2 separate regions of the Gossypium raimondii genome follow, and region 1 is linked to region 2. A link is a contact called in public Hi-C data. All regions are on one chromosome and are shown on one strand. Each heading gives the region's core, a stretch centred on a gene start, on an enhancer-like site or on the middle of the called end of the contact. The rest is flanking DNA. Distances are from core to core; before and after follow the strand shown.

What was found. A called contact is a pair of places that touch in the nucleus more often than the background predicts.
Region 1: a contact with region 2 is called in a Hi-C map of leaf, with 2.0 times the contacts expected there. The contact joins the promoter of LOC105794178 here to the enhancer-like site in region 2. A contact is called at or near these places in 2 of 2 Hi-C or Micro-C datasets (both in leaf).

The regions. Positions count from the first base shown.
Region 1 is chr3:36,322,992-36,329,358 of ASM2569854v1, reverse strand. LOC105794178 (sucrose transport protein SUC3) reads left to right here and starts at 2,996. Exons shown (of 13, transcript XM_052628305.1): 1 at 2,996-3,613; 2 at 4,653-4,751; 3 at 4,839-4,903; 4 at 5,022-5,106; 5 at 5,181-5,214; 6 at 5,384-5,483; 7 at 5,594-5,669. The coding sequence starts at 3,308.
Region 2 is chr3:36,103,708-36,110,917 of ASM2569854v1, reverse strand. No RefSeq gene overlaps it. Among protein-coding and RNA genes, the nearest start is that of LOC105794176, 41 kb to the right of the region's middle. Within about 2 kb of position 3,852, the one cell type or tissue checked has open chromatin away from gene starts, as enhancers often do. A contact at or near this core is called in leaf, where this site is marked.

The sequences.
Region 1 (6,367 bases), core at 1,747-4,246, 220 kb before region 2:
AAATTTCAATGAACAAAAAGAATATTGTTAAAATGGGTGTGGTTTTAAGGTTTTCAAAACTTTTATGGATGTTTTATTGTTCACTCTCTTTGTTCGTTTTACTTTATTTTTAGTTTTACTTTTAAAAGTTATGCAACAATGTCTTATTTTTTAATTCATTTTAAATTTAGCTACATAAGACTTGGTGTGTCATTTACTAATTTTAATAACAAAAGGACCCGCTTGATATAATTTTGATAGTTTGGGGATGTAATTAGGTTGTTTTAGTTTGGAACCAATTTAGAATGAGGGTTATAGTTTGGGATATCTGATGTAATTAACTCATATAGTTTTATTTAAAAGGTTAAAAATGCCATAAGTCCTTATACTTTTCACAAATTTAGAATTTAGTCACTATTTTTTATTTTTAGGAATTTAATCCTCTACATTTTAAATTTCAAAATTTGGATCCAATTTTTAATAATGCTATTCTTTTGTTGATGTCACATTCTGAAAAAAAAAATACTCACTTGGTAGTCATGTAACAAGAAAGTAATGTTGGAGTGAATCTGAATTTAGTAAAACAAGTTTAACAATGTTAGCAGTTGAACATGAAGTTTGAAATCTAAAAATTGAAAGGGCTAAATTCTTAACAATAAAAGTATATGGGCTAAATTTCTAATTTACGAAAAAAATATAGGGACTTATGACATATTTTAACCTTAAAAGGTTAAAAGTTATTATATAAAATTTAGGGTAAAATACAATAATAGTCACCCAACTATGCACTTTGTTCTATTTGATCACTCAACTATTAAATTTTTTGATTTAGTTACTTAATTTTTAAAATTAAATATTTTAGTCACTCTCCATATATAGTTGTTAGCTGAGGGATGAAAAGATGACTTGAGCTTTTTGTTGGCCTAATAACAAATTTAACCCTCTAATATTTACATATTTTATCAATTTGATCCTAGATCTAAATAATTCAATAAATTCTAAAAAAAAAAAAAAAAAAACAACAACAACTAGAGCCTTCGTCACTCTTAGCAATACATACCTCCCGACCCTCTCGTCAACCACCATGCATGATGCAACTCACCCTTCATTTTATTAAGATCATGCTTAATCTAAATTTCTTGGTTTGCGTTAATTGCTAGGCCTTGCAATCTCAATCCATCAAATTGGAGGCTTTCAGGCAATTTATAACTATTGGAAAGAAAATGTAGGGAACAAATGTCACATCTAGATGTTTTAAGGACTTTTACGAGATTCAGAATCTTTGTGAACGTAGTAGCCTGCTTGAGTTTTCATGTTGCTCTGAAGTATCTAAATAATTAACTAAAATTTGGCTTGCGAAGCTAGATTGCTTACTCTGATATCAGCGGACGAGGTGCCATTATTTTGCTGAAAATAATTTGGACTGTGCAGCCTGCATGTCCATACAAAATATGACGTGTATTGCCAAGAGTAAGATAAGGGGGTAAATTCGGAAATTTCTTTAATAGAATTTAAATTAAATTATAAATTTTTAAAAGGTTAAAATATAATTTTATTATTTATTAATTTTTTATTTCTTCATTTTCAAAGAGATTAAATATATATTTTTTATTTTTAAAGAACCGAAATATAATTTTACTATATATTAAATTAAATTTTCATTATTTATAAATATATTACATTGCGCGATTTTCAATTTTTGAGAAGGGGGACAAGTCCCTTACCTTCCCCTTTAAGATTGCCCTGTAAGAAAGGCTTCAATTGTTTCTTAATAGAATTTGTTAAATTTTTTAGATTTATAATCAAATTGATAGGATGTAAACATTAAAAGGTTAAATTTATTATTAAAATAATAAAAGCCCACATCATCTTTTCGTTGCTTGGTTAACGATAATTAATGGAAGAGTGACTAAAATATTTAATTTTAAAAAGTTAAGTGACTAAAATGAAAAAAAAAATAGTTAAGTGACCAAAATTGAATAAAGTGTATATTTGAGTGACTATTATTGGCTTTACCCTAGAATTTAAAGGGTAAAAGTACCATGGAGGCCCTTGTACTAGGAGTCGGGTTGCATTTTGCTCCCTCCACTCAAAATAGAAGGTAAATTAATCATTATACGTTAGATCAAAGAGCAAACTGATCATTCTATTAAAAATTTCATCAAATTCTATTGTTAAAACTTGGCCTCTGTACACCAACATAAGGTGCATGTAGCATGCTAAGTGTAATTGTTTGGTTATTCCATCAACCACGCTAATTTTTAACAATAGAAATAGATGAAATTTTTAATAAAAAAGAACCATTTTGCTCTTTGATCTAATGCACAGGGATTAATTTGCCCATTTTTAAGTAAATAGGGCAAAATGTAATCTCATGTTAATACAAGTGCCTCTATAATACTTTTATCAATTTAAAAAGTATATAAGATATTTTTCATATATAAGTAAAGTAACCAGCTATTTTGAAACCACAATCAAATAAATATTTTTGTAAGCGTCTTTATGCTACACTCAAGGTCACTAAACTATTAATAAGTTTACATTTTGATCATTTAACTTCAAAAGGTTACAAAATGGTTATTGAACTATAAATCAATACCCATCAACAAGTAAAAAAAACCCCTTAAATTCAAGTTGATCTAGCGGCTAGTGTCAAAAATAGAAAAAGAAAATTATTTTAATTTTAGTTCGTAAATTCGTAATATTTAAAATTATTTCGTGAAAAAAAATTAAATTGTAGAAAAAAAGTAGAAAAAGAACTTTTGATTAATGCAGGCAATGTGAACAGATAATACTATGCAACAACAATTTTAGCAACTCAATGATCTAACTGAAAACTTTTTACTAATTTATTGACTATTTTTTTTAACTTTTTAATAAAGGATCAAAATGAAAACTTACTAATAATTTACTTATCTAGTTTACCCTTCATTCTATTATATTTAATTATAGTAACCTTGTCCGTAAACTTGACTCCAGCGTCCATCCGGCAATTACTCGTCGTCGGTGTGCTTTTTCCCTTGCTGAAGAAGAAAAGCATCCCTTCAATAAATGACAAAGTCCCTTAAAACCAACGGTCCTGATCACATCCTTTTTCTCCCACTTAATCAACGCCCCCATCGCTTTTCCTTTGATGGCAAACTTTTGTTTTCACAACCGACACATCACACAAATCAACATGGACCCTGCACCTAAACCTAAATATCATCTTGAAACACATTCATTCCTCAACTTTTAATTTTGATTGATTTTGTTTTCATTTTTTTAATGCGAAGGTTTACCTTGAGTTAACTCGTGAAGGATAATCAGAGACTGAGCCAAAGAGGTTATGGCGGGAATGAGTGACTCAGTGCCCATCAGGTTCCCCTACAGGAATTTAAACAAGGAATTGGAGGTTGAAATGATCGACGATCCTCATTTTCGGATCGATCTAAATTCCTCTCCGAACTCTCCTTCAGCTTCTTCTTCGTCGCCTGCCTCGAGGGTTCCCAATGGAAACGCTAACTTATCGTCGCCGATCCATGCCGGATCTAAGGATTGTAGCTTGATAACTCTGGTTCTTAGTTGTACGGTCGCCGCCGGGGTTCAGTTTGGTTGGGCTTTACAACTATCGCTATTGACTCCTTACATTCAGGTCTTTCCAATGCTCTTTATTTTTTTTCTCTTTTGTCTTGTAATTTATGTTAGTTTAAGTATTTTAATGAAAAATAGTAGGCTAGTGACTATGAATGTTTTGAAGTTTGAATTTGGTGCAACGTGTTTACATTTAATGACAATTTTTGTGTTATTGGGGGGTTATCTGTAGGAAATAGAAAAATAAAATCAGCAAGTGCACTTCTTGTTGGTATTCTTGAATTGGTTAGCTAGTAGATGCTACAATTCTTTTTCATTATTGTTTAGTCATTAATTTACTTAGTTTTCATGTACTGCAGAAAGAATTATTGGTGCAGTTATAGGTTGCGAAAGAGCGATCATGGCGTTGAGAGGCAAATTTTCTTTTATTATCATTTTCTGGAAATTTTCTAATAAAATACTTATCATCTTTAACAATATAAATTAAAACGCACTAGTTAGAGAAAAGAATGTTATAGTCATTTTTTGAAGAATAAATTGCATATTAAAATAATTCTCAAAATATTTTGTCAACTTCTTGCTTAATGCTTATGTAATACTATCTCTTTATTTATTATTATTTTTAGCCTTGGCTCTATTTCTTTTCAACGCTCTGAGCTTCTCTGATTACTGTATATTTTGTTGATTCATGCAGACACTTGGAATAGAGCATGCTTTTTCTTCATTTATTTGGCTCTGTGGTCCGATAACTGGTCTTGTGGTAGGTGATGGGAAACCATATTGAACTAACTCCTAAATAGTTGGGGCTACCTTTCATGTATCCTATTTTGTTATAGAAGGTAGAGATGGGGGGTACCCTAGAACATTTATTTGTTTGATTGCATAATAGAGAATTTCTTTGCTTATTCAATTTTCCATTCTCTCCCCCCCCCCTGTATGTCTGTGCAAATTAGGAAGCAGGCTACCTTTGTGTTTAATGCCTATTTTTTTTAAATGTGTTGGCACATGATAAATGTAAATGACTAGAGTTAAACAAAATCAGAATAAATAATACCTATCTGCATTTATGATTTATAGAATTGTTTGCATTTTGATCTTAGGTTCAACCTTGTGTTGGTATTTGGAGTGATAAATGCACTTCCAAATATGGTAGAAGGCGGCCTTTTATCCTTGCTGGAGCGCTCATGATCTCTCTTGCTGTAAGCACCAAAGAAGATTGTTTTCCTTTTATGCTATGTTTATGTTTTTATATATATATATATTCTAAACTAAGGTTTGCAATCTAGGTGATAATAATCGGGTTTTCTGCAGACATTGGATACTTATTAGGTGATACGAAGGAGCACTGCAGGTTTCCACTTTTGCTTTTGATTCATTCTCTTCTCTTATAGCCAACTCTCACTCTCCCCCACCTCTTTTTCCTGCTGCAAGAAAATAAAGAGATTGACAAAATAATGTATGCAATGTAGTACATTTAAAGGTACACGAACAAGGGCGGCTTTTGTCTTTGTTATCGGCTTTTGGATGTTGGATCTTGCTAACAATACAGTGCAGGTAAGCCTTAAATGACAATTAATTCTTCATTTTATGCACATGAGCTAATAGTTGAAGTCTTATATTTTTTCTAGGGACCAGCTCGTGCCCTTTTGGCTGATCTATCTGGTGAGCTCCCTTCTTAAGACAGTAAAAGAAAAAAAAAAGAAAACGGTTATGGTCTATACATAATATCATTGTGATGTTTTAGGTTTGATACCTCCGATTTACTAGGCCGTATAATACCACACACATTTGAATACTGTGCATGACAAGATTCTGGATGCCTATGTTTTAGGTCCTGATCAACATAATTCTTCAAATGCTATATTTTGCTCGTGGATGGCTGTTGGAAACATCTTGGGATTTTCAGCTGGTGCTAGTGGGAGTTGGCACAGGTGACAATCTTTTCCTGTGTTTTTGTTGTGATGAAACAAGCAATTATTGACGCAAAGTTATTAAGTGAATTTATATGTTGATCTAGTTCTTGCAAATTGTCTCAATTCAGATGGTTTCCATTCTTGGAAAACAGAGCTTGCTGTGAAGCCTGTGCCAATTTGAAAGCAGCATTTCTTGTTGCTGTAGTAAGTAACATTATCCATTGAAATTTCACACTATTAAGGCTTTCTAGGATGTTAAAACTGAAATTCTTCACTTAAATGTTAACTAAAGTACATTTGATGTGTTAATTTATGGCTTTAATAATGGTACACCACTTTCACATGCTTATTGATTCTTTAGATAAAGGGTTTTAAGTACTAGCATGGCATTTTCTGCATGGAGTTCACCTGAAATGCCATTTGCTTTGCATATGTTGTGGACCATTTAGTAGCATTTATTATAGTTTGTGGCAAGGTAGCCAATTTTGCACCGTTCTGTCCGTACTGGTTGGTGCGCACCATTTCAACTGTAAATCGGAACAGCCAATTCTCTTTTTTTGCACTGGTGAAAATTCCGGCCTGTACCGGTTACACCAGCTCTTTCCGCCCAATTCTGGTCATACCACGGAATAATGTGTATCAGCTGGTGCATGACTGAAGTTGAAAGAAATGTAAAAATACATATATGAGATAATCTTGTTTAATGTATTGGATAATCTTGTTTAATACATGGGATGATTTTTTTTCCTTGTTTATTTTTGAATGATGGGTTTTTATTTGTGAAATTTATTTATGAGCATTTTATATAATTGATGAATATTTTATATTTGAAATTTAGTTACCATTCATTCCATATTTGTAAATATATTTTTATATGCATAAATTAAATATTTTCGAGAATA
Region 2 (7,210 bases), core at 2,603-5,102:
ATAATAATATCATATTCCACAATTCAACACATATATACTTACTGAAATTCTGTACATTTCCGTTGCATATTTGCATTATTAGCATATCATTATCACTATCATTTGACATTTATTTCACCCCACAATACAACAAAATTCACAATAGCCATCACACATGTCTCATATCACAATATCGTATCATAATAATCAATCCACAATTATTCACATAATCACATATTTTGCCAAAATAAAACAAGAGAAGTGGAAAGCTTACATTTGGAACTTAGGATAGAGTTTTAGGCTATTCCTAAGCTCTCAATTAACACTATGAATCGTGTTTACAAGTAGCGATTTCAAACACTTACCGTTCGCACTTTCACCTAGTCGTTGAAAGTCTAAACTAGCTTCTCCTTGCCTTTTTCTTTACTCGTAGAAGGTCCAAACGAATCCAAAGCTTCCACAAAGTAAATCACACATAGCAACACAATCAACATTTGGCCAAAGATTCACCTCAATCAACCAAAAACACAAGCCTAAACTAGATTCTCTTGAAACCGAAATTTTTAACATGGCAAACTTGAAACTCAAATATTTCGGTCTCTACTTATTCCTTTTGCCTAAATATGATTCCATTCATCTACTTTTTCATCTACAACTGATTCTTAACCTTCAAACTACACAAAATTACTCAAATTCGTGGTTCTAAAATTTCGACATAAAATAGGTATTTTTCATGAAAACTCAATAAAACCTTAAAATCTCTTAACTAAACTTTAATGAAAGTTTAAAAACCTTCTAATCATGTCAAAATAAGTTAAAAACACTTTGAAACATCGTTTTTATGTAAAATCCTGAAATCCACCATTAATGACATAATTTTCGGCTTTTATTCAAAACATTTGATTTAATGGGTAAAAACTCTATTTAAAAGACTAGACATAAAAAACTAATATGAAAATGATTCGTTACCTCCGATGGGAGAAATACGAACATTTGGTTGAAAATCCAAAGAAACTCACAAGCTTAAGAGATGACAAAATCAATGGTGTTTTTGGTGTTTTCTTGGATTTCTATGGAGGTTTATTGATTGGATGATAATAGAAATCAAAGGAATGGAGTTTGTGAATCAAAATTGAATGAATGGGGTTTAGGAAGACAATGGACGGTGAAACAAAAAGAATGGGAAGAACTAACGTGGGTTTTGTGAAGATAAATAGGGGAAATAGAGTATTTTTAAAACTTTGGTAAAATTACTTTAAAACTACTCCTAAATTGAACCCTTTTACAAAACAATCCTTATTTTACAGTTGAAGGTCTTTTCAATATTATTTTCAAAAATTGATTTAATTTTTTCAAAAATTATGATTGAAAATAATTTCGTGTTACCGCAATTCAGAATTTTCCGAACCTACTCCGAGCCAAAATTTACATTATACCCCCAAAACTTCTAGACCCAATTTTAGGGTGTTTTATGGAGGCTCTTCTTATTGGGACATCTACAATAAGAACATTGAAGTCTGAATTGGCTTGGACTACAAAGGAAGAAAAGCACACAAATTTCAATTTAAAAACACTGCATGCTATTTTTTGTGGAGTAGATAGATAGGAATTTAAAAGAATATCTAAATTCACTACTTCCGAGGATGCTTGAGGAATTCTCAAGACTACTCATGAAGGAACCAATATAGTTAAGAATTCGAAACCTCAAGGATTCAGGAGAATGAAACAATTGGTGAGTTCTATGTTGAACTCTGTGACATATTCAATCAAGCTTTTGCCCTTCATAATGAGTATTCAAACTCCAAACTAGTAAGGAATGTGTTGAGATCCTTGCTCAAAAGTCTTGCCATCAAAGTCACAACCATTAAAGAGGCAAAAAGACATTGATAACATGAGGATCAATGAGTTGATTGAGTCATTTTAGACTTTTTAAATCAATCTTGAAGAATCAGAAGGAACAAATCCAAGGGTGAAAAAAGCATTGTTTTACAAGTGATAAACATAGTGCCCAAAAGTATGACATCTATTGTTTCACTGCTAAGAAAAGGATAGATTTTTGTTTTTAATTAGATTGAATTTTTATTAGGGAAAAATGGGCTAAATTGATTAATATAATTAAAAAAGGGTCAATTGGTTCAAAATTTATGATTACGCTCGTAATCTAAGATAACCTAATTAATAGGTCATAATGGGATTATGTCCTAATATTACAACATCTTGACAATATTTGGGAACATGAGATTATGGGGTGGCTAGAATGTTGAGAATCCAAATAACATAATCTCATTTCGAAATGTAACATTATGAGTTGTAATGTAAGATTCGAGCAATCAAAAGCGCCCTTAGGCTTAAGAAATATGTAGTGATTTGCTTGGTTCTTTTAACAAATATTAGCCATTTATTTTTTAAAAGGTTTAAATGCAAAATTGGCCCTTAAAGTATATCATTTTTCCGACTTAGGCACCTAAAGTCTGTTTTAGTCAAAAGTGGTACCTAAACTATCAATTTTACCATTTTACCCCAAATCACAATATCAACCAATAAAAACATGACACGTGGCACATTTTTATTTGATATCATACACTTTTGGGTAAAATGAGACGAAATTGGAAGTTTAGATACTACTTTTGGGAAAAAGTACTTGTACTTAAGTAGGGAAAATGGTATACTTTAAGGGCCAATTTTGTAATTAAACATTTTTTAAATAAAGGGTTATTTTCGTGCCATTAACGAAGAGACACCCTTCCTATCGTATGACATTTGGGACTTTAGCGAGTGGCAATGACCCTACTCAGTTCACTATACTTTTGATTTGCTTGTAATCTACCTTTTTAACTTATCATTATTAACTTCTTAATCTTGAATTTACCACATATTGACTTACTAAATCAAGAAGGTCAGACTGTTGACTTGACTTGGGCTGAACAAGTGTGAAGCCCAAAGGGAAAAGTGAAGATAGGCCCAGAGCAGTACCGGTTTTGAAACGAAAGAGGGCAGAAAGTTGTTTACGGATTAGACTTGATTAGACCAATGCTGGCCCATATGCATCCTAGTGAACAAAAAGGAGCCCAAGGACAGTGTTATGATGACAAGTGTGACACATGGGGTTGGAGCCTGGCTCCACTCCAGTTAAGCTTCGGAGCCCAACGCTGAATGAAAATGTAATCTCATTATGTTAAAGCGGGGAGTGCAGGAAAAAGGTGGCCTTCAAACCAAGCTCCCCCTACTTGTTTATGTTACTGAGTGGGTGAATGGGGTCCCCGTAAGGCTTTCAAAGTGAATCATTTATTTGACAGACATGAACTTCAGTTAAAAACTTTGAAAAGACCAATCAAAACATCCTTGCTGTTTCAATGATATTTTTATGTGGTATGGAACTAATGAGATTTACTCGTTAGAATCTGACAGATAATGTGAAAAAAGGGTTCACTGTGAAAAAGTAAGCAATCATGTTAAAGAGTAAGACAGACAATTAATTTTTCCCTCATCCTTGAGACCATCCCCAGACTCAAAGAGTGAGCATGCTTCTACCAACATCTTAAAATAATACTAAAATCCTACTCAAGTTTCTATCCTGCTATAATATTTCACTAGGGTGGTAATGATTCCAAGTGTAGAAATTCATAAAGGTGTACAGGGTATAATTGTAAAGCATGTGGGGGACACATTACTGCTAGCTACCACATCAACATCATACGTACATAAACAATTGTAATAGTGAGAGAGATTATAATGATTGACATATAAGACTACTGTTAGCTACAACATCAACATCATATATGAGTATATACAAACAAGAGTAATAGTGACAGATTGTAATAATGACAAAATAAATTTTTTTAGCGTATGTATGGATATACAGGATTATGATGGCTGCTTCAAAGGGTAGACATATTTTGGTAATAGGCTCCAAAGTTCATGCCTAGTCCCATGCTGTAGTGCTCCCTACTTCACTCGGGCAGAGTTAAAGAAAAGGAAGAAAATGGCCCAACCTCTCAAGCCTTGACTGTGAAGCTGGGGTACTTATCAATTCATTAGGGGGGGGGGTGAGAGAGGGGTGTGCTTTTGACCACTTCTTTTTCAGTGACTCCATTTGTTTATACAATCAGGAGGCAGAATAATATTAGATTGAGGGATCTGAATTCAGAAAGAGGAATTAAAAGAGGTGTCAAGTCACAGTTTTGGTATAGAGTAGAGTAGGGGGGCTTGCAACTTTGCAAATCCCTGCTATATTTTTGTGTTAGATGAGCTGTTCTATGAACACATCTTTATTGAAAGTAGCTAAAGAGTGAGACACCATTTCAGAGTGACAGAATGTAAATTCATCTTCAATTCTCCCTTTGCCAGATCCCACTTTGCAGATTTCTGTTACAAAATATAAAAAATTTCCCCTTTTTGGGTATTCTCAATAGTGCTCCCATTTAATGAATGTAACAGTGCAAAGATGTTTATATGATTGGGAGATTAACTCTTAGCTCTTTAAAGATAGTAGACGATTAGCATTCATGTCCCTTCAAATTGAAATTAATTAGAGTATAACTGTGTACATTATAATTATACCAGATGGAAACAAATGGAGCAAGGCCCCATACTAGGGGTATGATTTGGATTTAATATGAAATGAGAATTCTAGCATTAATGATAACATCTATTATGGGACCATTAACTACATATAATTCTTGTGATTTGTTTTAGCATATGGACGTGGAAGTAGGTAGTAGTTCATCATCTTATCACTCTAACAACCCAATTCATTAGTAGTTTTTATTTTTTAAATTCATAATATTTGCTAGACATCCTTTTATTATGCACCAAGGGAAGAGAGCAATCAAAGTTGGCACAACATTTTATTTTCTGCCAAACACTGACATTTCAGGCATAATTAAATAAGTCAAATGCTAACTTTGACCGCATATGTACCCTTATTTCAGGTTTACTCACCCTTTTTTTGTTTTATTAAAACAAGATAAGGAATTCGACTTCCACTTAAACTTAAATTTCAAATTAAATCTTTTCTTTGCCATTCAAATAAGCATACTTTGAACCAATCAATTAAGCTTTTCTCGATCCTAACTAGCTACCTAATCATACGATAGGAAAAATGAGTGAAAGTAAAACAATAAGAAGGAATTAAGTGAAGGAAGGCTTAGGATATGGTAAAAGTATTTTTCTAGGTTAAAAATTAGATTGTATTTTATTTCTCTACTTAAAAATGAATAAATTAATTTTTATACATTAAATAAAACAGAAAATTGGTTTTTAGTTAAAATTTTCATTCATTAAAACTGACATAGCTAACAAAATATTAAACAATGACACGGGTCATGCTAATATATAAGACTAGCTTTTAACTATAAAAATGAATGGAATTTTTAACAAATGAACTAATTTACTATTTGACCTAACATACAAGGTTTAATTTACTCCTTTTTAATAAAGAGGATAAAATATAATCTAACTTCTAATATAATCATCTTCATAGTACTTTTACTAATAAGATATATATGCATGGGAACATACACATGGACATATATGGTGAGGGAGGAGGGCATAGGATTCCCAAAACCTTTTCCTTTAACAACAGAGCTAGCAGCGTGCTTTAAGTTATATTTGTAGAAAGATGAGTGAAGTGAAGATCCGGGCTAGGGTTGAAAAGGTGGCTCAAATATCTAACAAATGTGCCCACAAAAATGTAGGAATCCCAAGCAAAGTGAACCCCCTACATGCACATAAAGCTATATATGGATAAAAAATAGTGCTGCATATGCTCCAAATTTTGTTCCACACGTGGGGCCTTTCCCCTCTCTCTTTTTTTCTTCCTTTACATGAGATCAAAGAATATTTTTCTCCCACTCAAAAATATGGTTCAATAACAATAAAATTTGTCATTTCACATAAAAGAAAAAGAAGGGAAAGAAATAAAAACCCTAAAGAAGAATAGTGTACCTTGACTATGTTACATTGTAATACCATGCTTCATTTTAAGTTGAAGAATATATTGACCAACAAAGCTGATATTCAACATGCACTTTTATCAAGCCTAGCTGCTCATTCATCTATTCCATTGGCCAAATATGATTATAGGTGTTTTAATTAATGAAACAAAACCTTGATTATTTATCAAAGGGGAGAACCTTATCATAATACCAAGGGAAGATGAGAGGGAAAAAAACACACTAAATAATAAAAATTTATCTTGATAACCCCATACTCTTGTTTATTGGAGGTGATCCTAATTAACAATTGGACTTTATTTTTGCATTTGATTTTGTAAAAAAATAGCATTTTAATGTATTAGGTAACATGATTAATATTAAAATGAATAAGGAAATTGATTTGTTATTAATGGAATAGGAGTTAAATAAGGAGATACCAAAACCATAAATCTTTTAGAAGAATGATTAAAATTAAAGTCAAAAAATGGTAGAAAGTGGAGTGTACTCTTTGGGTTAGCTTAGCTTTAATTTTGTAGGGTAAAAACACACTCTCTCTTTTTTCCTGCCTACTTTTTCAACCCTCTTGTCTACTTTTAGATATAAGTCTTAAATTTGATTAGAGGAAAAGAAATAATGAAGGTGGAGCGCTAAACAAATCCCAAATTCGGGGCCCTTTGAACAAAAGGAGAGATTAATTTTAGTGAAATTCCTCATCAACAGGTATATATTATGAGACAGTGCACAAACAACTAGACAAATTAGTAACTATTTAGCTAACCACAAAAAAAAATTAAAGACAACTTTGCACTGTATTCTACCAAAAAGGCAGCTCCGGCTAAAGTTGTCCCATTTACAAATTTTACGAAGAACAGTAAGAGCAAGCAACAACGAGTGAAAAGAAGATATGTATATTCAATAAGAGGGAAATTTTAATTGGGGTTAGAAGTATACGATGGAGTAGGGTTTGAATTAATTAAGAGAAGGGTTTCTAGACCATCCTTTAACTTTTAAATTTGGCTCTCTCTCTTTTAGAAAAAATGGAAGTAAAATGATCGATGATATGGACCCTTGGTATTGGAAAAATAGGGTGTAAAAGTGAGACCTTTTCATCTTAGGAGATACACCCAAATTTTATTACACCGCCCCAAAGTAAACCAAACTTATCAAACATTGTAGGCTCCTAATTACAACTTTTGAAATCATCACAGCTCAATCCTTGACATTCTATTTCTTCCTTTTTCCACCTACAGCCTCATTGTTTAATACTTGAAATACTTTTAAATTGGAAAATCAAT